Regions from separate parts of the Mus musculus genome. Here region 1 is linked to region 2. A link is a contact called in public promoter capture Hi-C data. All regions are on one chromosome and are shown on one strand. Each heading gives the region's core, a stretch centred on a gene start, on an enhancer-like site or on the middle of the called end of the contact. The rest is flanking DNA. Distances are from core to core; before and after follow the strand shown. Region 1 overlaps Cald1 (caldesmon 1). Region 2 holds the start of Stra8 (stimulated by retinoic acid gene 8).

Region 1 (7,264 bases), core at 298-2,797, 180 kb before region 2:
TTAATCCCAGCACTTAGGAGGCAGAGAGTTTGAGGCCAGCCTGGTCTTCAGAGTGAGTTCCAGGATAGCCAGAGCTACATAGTAAAACCCCGTTTCAAAAACAAAACAACACAAAAACAAAAACAAAACAAAACAAAACAAACCCAAACAAAGAAAAAAGAAAAAAGAAAGAACAGAAAAATTAATCCATGGTGGATGTACAAAGGGTTCACTGCTGTTTTTAGAAGCCAGGAGTCTCCAAGTTGAAAACTTTGTCATTCACATGGTTTAACTTATAAAGCCAACTGATATGTTCTCTTTTGGTTTTGTGTGTGTGTGTGTGTTTTTGTGTTTTTGTATGTATGTATGTATGTATGTATGTATGTATGTATGTGAGGTGTATATAGTGTGGTTCTGAGTGTGTGTTTGTGTGTATTATGTGTTGTGTGTGTGGTACAGTTCTGGTGTGTTCATGTGAGTATGTGTGTATATGGTATGTGTGTGGTTCTGCATGTGTTCATGTGTATACAGGAAGTGCACATGTACAAGGAGACCAAGGTTTTGATGGTCAGCATAGTCTCAATTACTCTCCACCTTGGAAACTGAGGCAGGGTCTCTCAGTTGAACTTGGAGTTCACTGATTCAGCTAGCCTAGTAAGCTTGGTCTGAGTGTTCCCATGTCTCTGCCTCCTGCACAGTGGGATTAAAGGCCCACCACATCCATGCAGCCTTTCCATGGTGCTGAGGACTGTAACACCAATGTTTACGCTTGTGTGGCAAATGATTTACCAAATGTACCTCAGTCTTACCGTACCTGATATGCTCTTCATCCAGAGTCTGTGCCATTAGGATTGGAAATAGCATGACACTAGGATGGTGCCTTTGTTGTTGTTTTAACTTAGTCAACAGCTTTAATTCCTTATTTTATTAGTAAGAGTAAAAGACCATTCCCGAGCAACCTCTAGCAACTCTATCCTAGAAGAGGGGTTCTGAGCAGCTAGTGGGTTGCCCTTAGATTTTAAGTTACAGGAAGCAAGAAGAATGAGAAGAGACATTAGAGAAGAGGTTGCTCAGGTTCCAGTGAGAAATCCAAGAGGAAGGAAGGCTGGCTGACGCAGCCATAGTAGCAAAGCTAGTTTATCTCCCAGCTAAATGCAGTCAGCAACCCATGAGACTCACAGAGGAAAAGGAAGATGATATATACCTCAAATATACTGGGAAACACTGGCTAAAATCTGACTGCTTTACAAGAGGGAGAGTTTTGCTTTTAGCATGAGGGTACCCCACACATACCTTTCATGTCTCTTGCTTGTTTCAGAAGAAGAAGGCTGCAAAACAGACGTGCTTTCATGGCCAATCTTGAGACAGAGAGACCAAATAAAGAAATTCCTGTTTGATTAGCTTGTGAAGCAGTTTTTAAGGACTTGTTCTCTCTGCTGTGGTTAGAGCGGTCTACTGAGAAGTAAGCCAAAGAAATATTAGTCCAAGAATCCAAAATTTGAAGCCAAACCACTGGGAAGGGCTCTTTCCTGCTGATGACACCATAATTGAATTAGGAGGGAACATTTGTATAGTGTCATGTTGTCATCTCACACTCAACACGTTTAGAATTGAACTCATCTTTCCTTACGAGGCTGCTCCTTAGCTGAACTTGTCTAACAATGATCAAGATGATGGTGCCCATTACTGTGTTCGAGTGTAACACAGCCAGAATTTCTATGTGATTGCCACAAACCTAGGGCCAAAGGAACTTATGACAGGATGATCAAAGGGCCAGATAGTCCTTCTGAGAACCAAGGTTTCTAGCTATTAATCTAGGCATACGTTAATTCTACCATGCTACTCTTCCTGTCATATTTATGGAAACTTTCCACTCAGTTTAGTAGAATGTGTAATAATATATAGATAGAACACACATGCACACATAGAGTGACACTTCATTTATATTGATATTTGACACACTAGCAGATTTTAGTAAGCATAAAGTCAGAATTTCTGAAGTAACAAAAAGCAAATGAACCAACCTTTAGAAAAATATTACTGAATAACTCAATAATATTCGATAGTACAATTCAATACAATAGTTCAATAGTATTCAATAGTATTATTGAAGAAAAAGCTGACACAGATAAAGGCACTGGATCTAAGCCTATGTAAGCCTAGCTTGTAAATCTAACAAGAACAAGCTACCATTACTCACATGTGATGAACTGGATGCCTACAGTTCTGGTATTTTGTTTTCTTTAATTTGAAAATTGTCTTGTAGTTGCATACATTTTAAAAGTTTGTGTCCACGTAGGCACATCTCTTGCTTTGGGTTGGGGAGATTGCTCAGTGGTTAAAGCCCTTACCATATAAGGAGGAGGACTGGGGTTCGAATCTTACATAAATGTAGGTGGGCATAGTGGCCCACTTGTAATTCCAGTCTGAAGCAAGATAGCTAGGTGGCTATATAAGGGAATTTCATGTTCAACTAAGAGATCCTGCTTCAATGAATCAGGGGGAAAACCTTCAAGGAAGACTCCCAACATCAGCCTCGGGGCCTCCATAGGCATGTGCACACATTCACATGCAAACACACATACACATGCAAGTGTACACACACACACACAGTGCAGCACAACACAGCACAGCACAGCACAGCACAGCACAGCATGAGTATCAAGATACTTATACGTGTTTTAGTGAGAAATATGGAACCTTTGATTTAGCTGACACTCTCTCACATTGCACATACATTGAAGCTACCTACCAGTGGTCAACTACACACACACACACACACACACACACACACACACACACACACACCACTATTATAAAGTAACTGAAGGGAAAAACAAAATCTGACCAAAGAAGACATCTATCTTATCTTCATTTATGTTGGATTCAAACCCCAGTCCTCCTTCTTATATAGTAGGGGCTTTAACCACTGAGCAATCTCCCCCACCCAAAGCAAGAGATGTCCCTAAATGAATACAAACTTTTAAATGTATGCAACTACAAGACAATTTTCAAATTAACTAAAACAAAATATTGTCTTCACTTTTATTGAACAACTTTGGCTTATTAGCACCAAAGTCTTGGTTTAGTAGAGTGACTTGATTCTCTCTGGTCTTTGTGTCAGAGCTGGCTCTAGTTCTCACAATGTATCAAATTCATTTTTATAGATATTTTGATTATTTTGGGTTCAATACTTGATGTTTCCCCATATAAATCTTGCATGTGATAATCAACTCAGTACAAAAATGCAAATATGCTAACCCAGTCTCCAAAGGCATACTGCTTTGGTGTAGATGCTCTGGTTTATTTGATCAATGTAAAATTTCCTCTGGGTCATTAGATGATGCTTTTCAAATAATAATTTAAAAAAATTGAAAACGAATTAGTTGGGTGTCCAAACTTGAGACAGTGAAGCATCCCTTTAGAAAGAACTCTGATCCATCAGTAGTCATCCCAGGCTGTTTGGCCAGGACACTGATAATGCCCCTTGTCGGCTGTCATGCTCAGGTGTCTGTCTTTATATTGTTGCAGAATTGCCTATCAGAGAAATGATGATGACGAAGAAGAGGCTGCCAGGGAACGGCGCCGCCGGGCCCGGCAGGAAAGGCTGCGGCAGAAGCAAGAGGAAGAATCCTTGGGACAGGTGACAGACCAGGTGGAGGCCCATGTCCAGAACAGGTACTGTCCTCCTCTCACGGAGGCATCTCTGGGTTGTATCTTCATCTGCCCCGTTGAATGGAGTTTGCTAGCAGATCATTGCATCCTCAGACCAACGCAACCATTAATGGTTGCTTTCGGTTTTGCTGATATGGTTTCTGACTGCATATCCCAAGCTGGAACTTACTATGGAGCCCAAGCTACATGTAGTTTTGGTTTATTTCTTTTATTTTCTGTATATTAAGAGGAGGCTGTTAATAGCTCTGTTAACTTGGTCTATTTTAAACAAGAAACAAAAACAAAAACAAACAAACAAAAAACTTCAAGCTAAGGGTCGTGGCCTCCTCAGCTAATTTCCTAGTGTGGTCTTGCAAACACTGAAGCATTAGACAAGTTTCATAAGAAATATAATATTTACGTAGTCTATAGAAACCTTGGCCATTGGTAATTAGGCCCTAACTGGGGAGGAAGTGTAGCTAAGAGGAGTGGGGGAGGGCCAGCTATGATCACTGGGTTTCACTCATTCACTGGTTTTGAATCCCAATTTGGCAGACGGTGTTACTTCACTTTTAAAAAGTACAGCCATGGGCTGGCAAGATGGTTCAGGGGGTAAGAGCACTGACTGCTCTCCCGAAGGTCCTGAGTTCAAATCCCAGCAACTACATGATAGCTTACAACCATCCATAATGAGATCTGATGCCCTCTTCTGGTGTGTCTGAAGACAGCTACAGTGTAGTTATTTACAATAATAAATAAATCTTTGGGCCAGAGCAAGTAGGGACTGAGCGAGCAGAGTTGACCAACCAGAGCAAGCAGAGGTCCTAAATACAATTCCCAACAACCACATGAAGGCTCACAACCATCTGTACAGCTACAGTGTACTCATATGCATTAGGGGGGGAGGGAGGGGAGGGAGGGAGGGAGGGAGGGAGGAGGGAGGGAGGGAGGGAGGGAGGAAGGAAGGAAGGAAGGAAGGAAGGAAGGAAGGAAGGAAGGAAGGAAGGAAGGAAGGAAGGAAGGACAGCCACAGTTCCCTTTGAAGAGCACTGCTCAACCGCAGAGATAAGAGTGTGCATAAGCCACTCAATGCCTTGCACACAGTAAGCACACTAAGCACACTCCACAGTGTGCTCCAGGCAGAGTCTCCCAGGAAGAGGGCAGCACAGCCATCTGTTGCCTTTTTCTGCTCTCGAGCTAAAGAGAGGAGTCAAAAAATAATACTTTTTAAAGAGACGTTTTTGAGGCCTTTCCTGGATCTAGCTGTTAGTGAGTGTTCCACAATGGTTTTCAAAGTTACAACTGATCGATAGTGTTCTGCTTCTGAGAATCTTGCTTCTGGACTCGGATAACAGTGCTATGCGAGCCCATGAGGCCCTGGGTTTGAGACTCGGCTCAACAACCAAGTCAGCAGCACACACAAAGGTCCTGTTTCTACTTACACTTCCTTTCTGCTTTAATTTTATTAGTAGCCATTTGATGAGATTACCTACATTTAAAAATTCTTTTGCCAAGCATGATAGCACATGCTTGTTAATCCTAGCATTTCAGAGGTTGAAGAAGGAGGACCAGGAGTTTGTGGTTAATCTTGGCTTTTTGGTGAGGGCAAGGTTACCCAGGGCTACACAAGACCCTGTATCAAAAGAACTAAAACAAACAAACAAAAAAGTGGCTTTTAAGGAAAATACATTCGGGTCTGAGCACTTGGTTTCTTGCAGGCGTATTAATTAGGTATAAAGTCTTCTTGGGGTTAAACAGCTTTAACTGGCACTTAATAGCTACTGGTGACTGTTAACCATGATCTATAAAAGACAACAGAGAAAGGCTCAGTGGAGTCTGTGGATTTCTTAACAGAATTCTTGTCTGGTGAGCGCTTTGGAATTTGCAGTACCTTTTTAAAGTGCTAGAACTCAGTTGGTCCAAGCGTCCTGTGCACAGACCTTTGCCATTGACCTCCCAGTTCCCCATATTCCTGTGGCCATGTAATCCGCATGCGGCTAATTCACAGCGACAATGTCCTGCAGCAACAGCAGAGGCCCAAAAGGCTTAAAATCTAGGCTTTCTTCTATGATATTTTGTTGTTAACTATATGATGTGTTTTTCCAAATCCAAGTGAACTTGAACATCAGAGGAGCCAAGTTTGGTATGAACCATGAAATTTGATGGAGTTTCTAAACATTTTAAGACATAGGCTTCCAGCTCCAGTCGCCGTTCTGGTATCACATGACTGGTAATTCCAGCCAGGAGGGGCCGACGCCCTTGGTCTGGGCAGTGTCCAGCACCCTGGAAGAGTGATTAAGATGATGGACATGCTACAGTTTGGATTTTCCCTTTTTTTTTCTTTTAAAAATAAACATTGGGTTTAGCCAGCCTTTACCCATTGGAGAAAAGTAGAAAAAGCTCTTTATTCTTGGAAGTCTGTACAAAGGAGTTATATTGTCTAGATTAGTTATGGTAATGTTGTTGCTATGAGAATTTTCATATTTTAACACGGTATGCTAGTGCACTGTGGATATTTTTGTGTACTGGATAAAGTGCTTTCTGTCTTACTTTTTAATCTTATTTTTATTACTTTTATTATATTATTTTTTGAGAGAGGGGGATCTCATTGTGTATTACTTACTGGCTGCTCTGAATCTTGCTATGTAAACCAGGCTGGCCTCAAACTCCCATAGATCCGTCTGCCTCTGCCTTCTGCACTGGGATTAAAGGTACATGCCACCAGGCCTGCCTCGCCACCTGTTTTCAAAGCAGGGTCTCACACTGAACCTGGGGCTCATTGATTCAGCCTGACTGGCTCCTCAGTGAGCCTCAGGGGTCTTTCTGTCCTTCTATCCTCCATGGCTCTGTCAACCCCTAACAACCAGAGCCTTCTGAACACCAACAGAGATGGCAAACATGCACACATGATCAATTGTGCTGTCCTGGACACATTGTTCATACTTACATTTCTTTGGTTACCTGGTCCTGTCTAGAAGGTGACGAGGTCCTGTCTAGGTATGAGGGAGGACAGAGGATAGGAAATGTCACCCTTGACTAGCAGTCATTAACCCGTGAATTGTGGAGAACACTTAGATGTCTCCAAAGAGAAGATATTGACATGAATGTAGACTCTCACACTCGCCACACTCTTCCCCTCTAAGTCCCTCAGGCCCCACCAATCCAAATCAGGAATGACTTGGTGGCATCAGTATGAATCTCTGACACTCACAGAATTCACTCATTATTCTGATTTGATCCTTGTCATAGTTGGGATCCACAGTGACACAGATTCCGAGATCAAGGTTTAATCACAAGGAGTCTGTGAGGTCACCTCAGAAAACAACGGTTGGGGTGTAGGTAAGGGAGACACAGGAGGAAAGTTGTTTTCTGGCCTAAGTGTCCACTGTGGAGCTCTGGGACATAACTCCAGTAAGAGCCGTGGCTGTAGGATTAGCCTTCAAAACAGAGAAAAGCCAAAGTATTTATATGATGATGCACCTCTGATTTTGTTGAGTGACATTAGTATTCAGAGGCCCTACACAAGTTGAGGAGACACAGTGTCCTGAGAAAGACCAAGAGCGAAGACTTGGATAGGCTCAGTTGGAAGCATAGAGTGGTGACATCTACGGGCATGTGAGCTGGATACTGC
Region 2 (7,086 bases), core at 1,881-4,380:
AGTTCACTGGATCCTCTTCCTGTCACTTCACAGCCTGAGGACACGCCTCCCAGAGCACTTTTACAGTAACCTTACATAGCACTGTCTTCAGTGTAGGACACTACATAATTGACTGAGGGCCCAAATAAATAAAACAAGAGAAAACTCTCACTCCCCCGCCATCCCTCTCTCCTTCTCCATCCTTCTGTCTCTCCCTCCCTCCCTCCCCTTCTCTCCTTTTCTCCCTCTCTCTCCTGCCTGCAGCATTTGGCCTTCAGAGTCCTGGGCTCTCGAGCCTTTAGACCCCAGAGCTTACACCAGTGTCTCCCCAAGTTCTTAGACACCACCACCACCACCACTCCCGCCTTGAACTGACATTTACTTCAGTGACTCCTCTGGCTCAGAGGTCTTTAGATCAGAACTGAATCCATGCTATTGACACCCCAGGGTCTTGAACAGGGAAACACCCTTGTCATGGGATTTCTCAGCCTTCATAATCATGTGAGCCACATCTCCTAGTAAGTCATTCACTTGCCCATTTATCTATCTATAAGGTTATTTACCCATCCACTCACGAGCCAGAACTCTAATTTTAGGCCTCCACACTTTAACAGATGAAATGGCTAAAATCCAATCAGAGAAAGATGGCTCAGCTATTAAGAGCACTTGCTGCTCTTGCAGAGGACCTGGGTTCAGTTGCTGGCCCCTTCATGTTGGCTCACAATTGTCCAGGGAATCTGATACCCTCTTCTGGCATCTGCCAGACATAAATTCAGGCAAAATACCCATACACATGAAATTGTGAGAAGAAATGTTAATTTTTCTTACAAACCAGGACCAAAGGACATTGAACCGAAGCAGCCCTCTGAGTTAGTCTAGAACGGGGATCTTGAAAGCCTTCCTGACAGGAAGGTGGTATCTGGATCAAGTAGGAGGGTGGTGAAACCAGGAAAGAAGCACAGGATTTCAGGGCAGCGCTCAGCAATGCAGGGATGCGGTCATAGGCCACAGGGCATACGTGGGAGGGGGTGGGCTTTTAAAGCTTCATGCAGAGGCCAGAGCACTGGATCGCCCCTGGAGTTGGAGTTGCAGGCAGTTGTGAGCTACCTTCGGTTCCCTATCCTTTGGAAGAACAATTTGAGCTCCTAGCCTCTGAGCTGTCTCTCCAGCCCTTGTAGGGTGGGGGTAGGGCAGGAGCTATGTTACATGGAAGCAGAGATGAAGTTCAAAGGATAGTGGTCATATGGATATTGTTAGGACCCCTGGAAGTCCCTACCATTCAGGAGCAGAGCCACTGGCCTTGATGCTGAGGAATTGCCTAAAGATCTCTTTTTCAATAAAGAAACCAGGCTACTGCAAGAGTTACATTTCTTCTGTGGAAGTCAAAGTATGGAAGGAAGCACGCATGTGTGTGTGTGTGTGTGTGTGTGTGTGTGTGTGTGTGTGTGTGTGTGTGTGTGTGTGAAGTAGGCAGGGGAATGGCAACTAAATTAAAGGCTGAGACCTGTCAGAGGTCAAAGTTTGCAAACCTCCACATTCCTCACAGGTCAAGGACAAGGCTCTCCAAGACAAAGGTTCACAGTTTCAGTACCCGTTCTGCACCCAGTAGCCCCAGCAGCAGGTACAGAGGTTTAAGCAGAGCCAGGAGAAGGACCATAGATGCAGGCCCGGGACCACCTGGAAACCCACAACGAAGGCCGCCCGAGAGTCAGAAGGGATAGGTCATGACCCAAGCAGAGCGTGGAAGTAAAAAGATACTTTTAAAACTTGCCTCCAAGGGGGTAAGGTGTAGCTGCTCTTTGGACCTGGTACAAGCCTTTGAGAGAGGCCCTGCTGCCATTCCTGTCCTCAGCACTCTTTTCTGTATCGGTCTGGCAATTCACTACAGTGTCTTACAAAGCTCCAGCTCCTTTAGCCAGCCATATCCCTGATAGTTTAGAGGGGAGCTGGTAACTGGGTCCCCACTGGTCCCCACTCCTGTACCTTAAGCATCAGATCTGTTTTCTGTCAGGAGCAAGAGCCTCATTTCTAAGCTCAGGTTAGCCACCAACTTCATTTTTTTTTTCTTTCTGGGCTACCTGATTGCTGCGACTACAGCTATGATCCACCATTCCCACTGAACAGTTTTCATTTTGTTTAAAATCCACAATCTACCAAAACCATTTGAAAGATGACACCAGGACTCGCTAGAGTCAAATTTAAGGTACCCTGTTGCATACTTTAGAAAGGGGCTCCTTTCTAGCCAGTCACAGTCACCGTGAGGTAGATCCCGGATTGGAATCCAACTTCTGGTGCTACCAAAGTCGTGGCTGCAGCTGCTACCTCAAGTGACCTCCGTTTAACCTCTGTGGAGGGGCGGGGGCGAGGATGGTGAAGCAGCTCACCTCAGGTCAGACTGCAGGAGGCACCCTCCCTCCTATTCACAGGCTGAGCCTCTCCCCTTCCAAGGGGCTTTTGCTTGCTTTCCTTTCTCTACAAGAGTGCGCTCCTAGTGTGCCAGTTTGATATGGTGGCGCTCGTAGTGTGCCAAACTGATGTGGTGGTGTCAGGACCATTGCAGATATCTCAAGATGCGAGGGAAAAAAGTGGTTTAAAGATAATAGCACATCTGATTTGAGGCGGAAAATGAGTTGTAGTCCCTCAACCTGGAGAAAACTTGTTGCTTACTACAAACAACTCAACACATCCTCTCTCTCTCTCTCTTTTCTTCTCTGCATTTTAAGTCCACCTTTAAGGTTCTCTTCTCTGCTTTTTTAGTTGGGAATCCCCTATTCCCCTCTCCTATTTTGTACCTATTCCCTCTCACATCTTCATTTTTCTCTTTCTTTTCCTTGAAACAGGGGACTGCTACTGGGACCTTGAAGATGGCTCCTCTATATCTCAAGAGAAAGTTATAGGTGGCATTGCCCTGGTTGAGGGGTGTAAGAACTGGCGCTAGCCGCCTGGATGGGGTGAAAAGGTCATCTTGCTCCTTCCACACCCTCTTGCAACCTGTGGCAAGTTGTTACAATGTTTTCACCAATGTCCACGCTCCCCATTGGCGCCCCACCATGCATCCCCATTGGTCATGGTGGCAGTGACAGGGCTGTGATTGGTTCGCAGCCTGGGGTACCAGGTCAGTTTTTTACCTGAGGCAAGAGCCTCTCTTCTTATTCTGCGACGGGCAGTCGTGAGTGACTGACTCGTCAGGGCTTCGTGCAGTTTCCTGCGTGTTCCACAAGTGTCGAAGGTGCATGGTTCACCGTGGTGGCCTTAAAGGTAAGTACTCTCCTACCGTTTGTGTTCTGAGAGTAAAAGTGGGTGCTTGTGAATGCATGCCCTGTCAGTGGATATTTAATCTGTTTGCACAAGTTTGTGTGTATGTGTGTGTGTGTGTGTGTGTGTGTGTGTCACCGGCGACTTAAGTGCGTGTGGGTCACCCGTGACTCCTAGAGTGTATGGGGAGGGTCAGCCGCGACTCCTAGAGTGTGTATGTGTATCGCCGTAACTCCCAGAGAGTGTGTGGGTCAGCCGCGACTCCTAGAGCTTCTGTGTGGATCACCTGTGACTCCTTGAACTTGTGTGAGGGTCATCTGCGACTCCTAGAGCGTGCGTGGGGATCACCCGGGACTCCTAGAGCTTGCGTGGGGATCACCCGGGACTCCTAGAGCATGCGTGGAGATCACCCGGGACTCCTAGAGCGTGCGTGGGGATCACCCGGGACTCCTAGAGCGTGCGTGGGGATCACCCGGGACTCCTAGAGCTTGCGTGGGGATCACCCGGGACTCCTAGAGCGTGCGTGGGGATCACCCGGGACTCCTAGAGCGTGCGTGGGGATCACCCGGGACTCCTAGAGCTTGCGTGGGGATCACCCGGGACTCCTAGAGCGTGCGTGGGGATCACCCGGGACTCCTAGAGCGTGCGTGGGGATCACCCGGGACTCCTAGAGCGTGCGTGGGGATCACCCGGGACTCCTAGAGCGTGTGTGTAGGGGTTACCCGGGACTCCTAGAGAGTGTGTAAGTCACCAGTGACTGCTAGATTGTGCTTGTGGATCAACCACGACTCCTAGAGAAGGGGGTGTTACCCGCTACTCCTAGAGGATGTGTGTGGGTCACCTGCGACTCCTAGAGGATCCGTGCATCACCCGCGACTCCTAGAAAACGTGTGGTGGTCAGCTGCGACCCCTACAGCATTTGTGGGTCACTTGAGACTCCTAGAGAACGGGGGGGGGGGGAAGGGAGTGGAGAGCGGAGTCAGGGGGGAAGTCACCTGCGACTCCTAGAGGATCTGTGCTGTGTGTCCTCCTCGACTCCTAGAGCATGCATGTGTGGGTCACTTGCGACTCCTAGAGGATGTGTGGGTCACTTGCGACTCCTAGAGGATGTGTGGTTCACTTGCGACTCCTAGAGGATGTGTGGGTCACTTGCAGCTCCTAGAGGATGGGGCGGGGGTCACCAGCGACTCCTAGAGGATCTGTGCATCACCCGCGACTCCTAGAGGATGTGTGTGTGTGGGGGGGGGGTCACTTGCGACTCCTTCGGGTCACTTGAGACTCCTAGAGAATGGGGGGGGGTCACTTGCGACACCTAGAGGATGCGTGTGGGGGTCACCAGCGACTCCTAGATGATGTGTGGGAGTTGCCTACGGCTCCTAAAGGATCTGTATGTCACCTGCGACTCCTAGAGTATGGGGGGGGTCACCCCGACTCCTCGAGGATGTGTGTGGATCACTTGTGACTCCTAAAGGATGTGTGCTGGTCACCTGCGACTCCTAGAGGATATGTGGGGTGCCTGGGACTCCTAGAGAATGTGTGGGGGTCACCTGCAATCCCTAGAGGATGTGTGTGTTGGGCCACCAGGAACTCTTAGAGGATGTGTGTGTCACCCACGACTCCTAGAACATGCGTGGGTCACTTGTGACTCCTAGAGGATGTGTGGGCCACCCGGAACTTATAGAGCATGTGTGTGTCACCTGCGACTCCTAGAGCGCATGTGTGTGGGTCACCTCTTACTCCTAGAGGATGTGTGTGTGGATCACCCACGACTCCTAGAGCCTGTGTGGGTCACCTGCAACTCCTAGAATGTGGGGGAGAGGGTCAACCATCGACTCCTAGAGGATATGTGTTTTACTCACGACTTCTAGAGAGTGTGTGGGTCACCCATGACTCCGTGTGTGTGTGTGTGTGTGTGTGTGTGTGTGTGTGTGGTGTGTGTGTGTGAGAGAGAGAGAGAGAGAGAGGGAGAGAGAGAGAGAGAGAGAGAGCAGGGATTCCTAGAGCATGTGTATTTATATCACCCACAACTCTTTCATGTTTGATAGTGATATTGGATTTTTACATAATCATAATCATTTTTACACAATCATAAGCATAAGGAATGGAAGAAAGCCCAAGTACAGCATATTGCTCCTTTCTACCTACCACTTGCTAATAAGAAGGCTCACATGCAAGGGGTTTTCAGAGATACTTAAAAATTTTGAAAGTTTTCTGAAACCTAGAAAAAAATAAGATCACTTATTTTTATTTAATCTAGGGAAATAAAAGAAAGTAATTAATTTAGTTCAGTTGGCTTCTCCATTAGTTTTGCTTGTTGGATCGAGACAGGTGTCTTTCACCACATCTAGCTTTGGGGAACTTTACAAAATGTTAGTTCCGAGTTGGTATTAAGTGGAGTTTGTATAGAAAAAATATCTTTGGCTATAAAAATGTGGTCTGGGTTGGGCAGTGACGGACACACTAATAATCCCAGCACTAGGGAGGCAGAGACAGGCAGTTCTCTGTGAGTTTGAGGCCATCCTGGTCTACAGGGTGAGTTCCAGGACAGCCAGAGCTACAGAGTGAAGTCAAGTCTCAAAAAAGGGGCAGGGGACAAGAGAAAAGCCTGTTTTAGACCTTGGCCTAGTGGTATACATTAGTCACTCCAGCACTGAGAAAAGCCTGTTTTAGACCTTGGCCTAGTGGTATACATTAGTCACTCCAGCACTGAGAAAAGCCTGTTTTAGACCTTGGCCTAGTGGTATACATTAGTCACTCCAGCACTGAGAAAAGCCTGTTTTAGACCTTGGCCTAGTGGTATACATTAGTCACTCCAGCACTGAGGAGGCTGAGGCAGAAGGGTTCATGTGTTCAAGGCCAGCCAGGGCTACATAATGAGACTGTAATCAAGCCAAGTGAGAGCATTTAGCTTGCAGTCTACTGAAGGGCTTTTTGCCTCCTCGTTACAGGTAGAAAAATTAAGATCTAGAGAATTCTTGGCCCATTTTGGTCGTATGGCTGGCTAAATGAGCTAGCAATGTGACTCTGGCCTTATACGCACCCAGAAGCTGGCCTGCCATTCCTTACATAGCATGACCATGTGTTGTATCATCTCTGAAACACCTTACTCATCCACCACCTAGATTTCTCTTTTCTTTCTTTTTTTCTGTCTTTTATTTTAGGTAAAATCTTGATATACTAGGTAACACTACCTGTAATTAAGTTTTAATTGTTTTTTTTTCATTTATCATACAAAATAATGAATTCATGGCATATTTATGTTGCTTTTGCTTTATTTTGTTTGCTTGGTGTTTTCTTTGTCTTTTTCTTTTCTTTTTGTTGTTGTTGTTAGTTGGTTTTGTTTTTTCTTTTTATTGTTTTTTGGTGGTGATGATTGGTTTTGGTTGTGGTTTTGGTATTTTTTTTTGTTTTGGGTTGTTGGTTTGTTTTTGTTTTTGTTTGGGTTTTTGGTTGTTTGTTTTTGAGAGGGGCTGTTGATGCGTTTGTTTGAGGTGGTCTCATGTATGTGAGCTCAGTCTTGAGCTTGCTGTGTAGGTAAAGATGATCGTGAACTTTGGATACCCTGCTTCTCAAGCGCCACCTGCCTGGTTTTCTGGTTCTGTGGCGTTGGGGACTGAAGCCAGTGCTTCGTCCACGCTAGCTAGGCAAGCAGTCTGCCAGCTGATCTACGTAGCCAACCCAAGTCTGGAAATTTCTGAGACAGAATCTCGCTTCTTAGTCTAGACTGGCCTGGAAATCTGGGCAATCTTTCTGCCTCTGCCTACCAAACACTGGGATTGCAGTGGTGAGCCGTTATTCTCTCTCAGAGAAAAATATCTTCAGTTAGGGATAGTAACACAAACCTCTAATTCG

The links. Promoter capture Hi-C pulls out the DNA fragments that hold promoters and counts their contacts.
Region 1: a contact with region 2 is called in a promoter capture Hi-C map of liver. The contact joins the enhancer-like site here to the promoter of Stra8 in region 2. A contact is called at or near these places in 2 of 39 promoter capture datasets (embryonic stem cells and liver), 1 of 15 datasets of contacts at CTCF or cohesin (pro-B cells), 6 of 115 datasets of contacts at active chromatin or transcription factors (embryonic stem cells, large pre-B cells, pancreatic cancer cells and 1 more) and 2 of 9 other capture datasets (liver and pancreatic islet).

Annotation. Positions count from the first base shown.
Region 1 is chr6:34,738,279-34,745,542 of GRCm38.p6, forward strand. It overlaps Cald1 (caldesmon 1), which reads left to right. Exons shown (of 14, transcript NM_001347100.1): 4 at 3,511-3,657. Among named protein-coding and RNA genes, the nearest start is that of Gm38787, 9.1 kb to the left of the region's middle. Within about 2 kb of position 1,548, at least 6 of the 459 cell types and tissues checked have an H3K27ac peak or open chromatin away from gene starts, as enhancers often do. A contact at or near this core is called in liver, where this site is marked.
Region 2 is chr6:34,917,818-34,924,903 of GRCm38.p6, forward strand. It overlaps Stra8 (stimulated by retinoic acid gene 8), which reads left to right and starts at 3,131. Exons shown (of 9, transcript NM_009292.2): 1 at 3,131-3,237.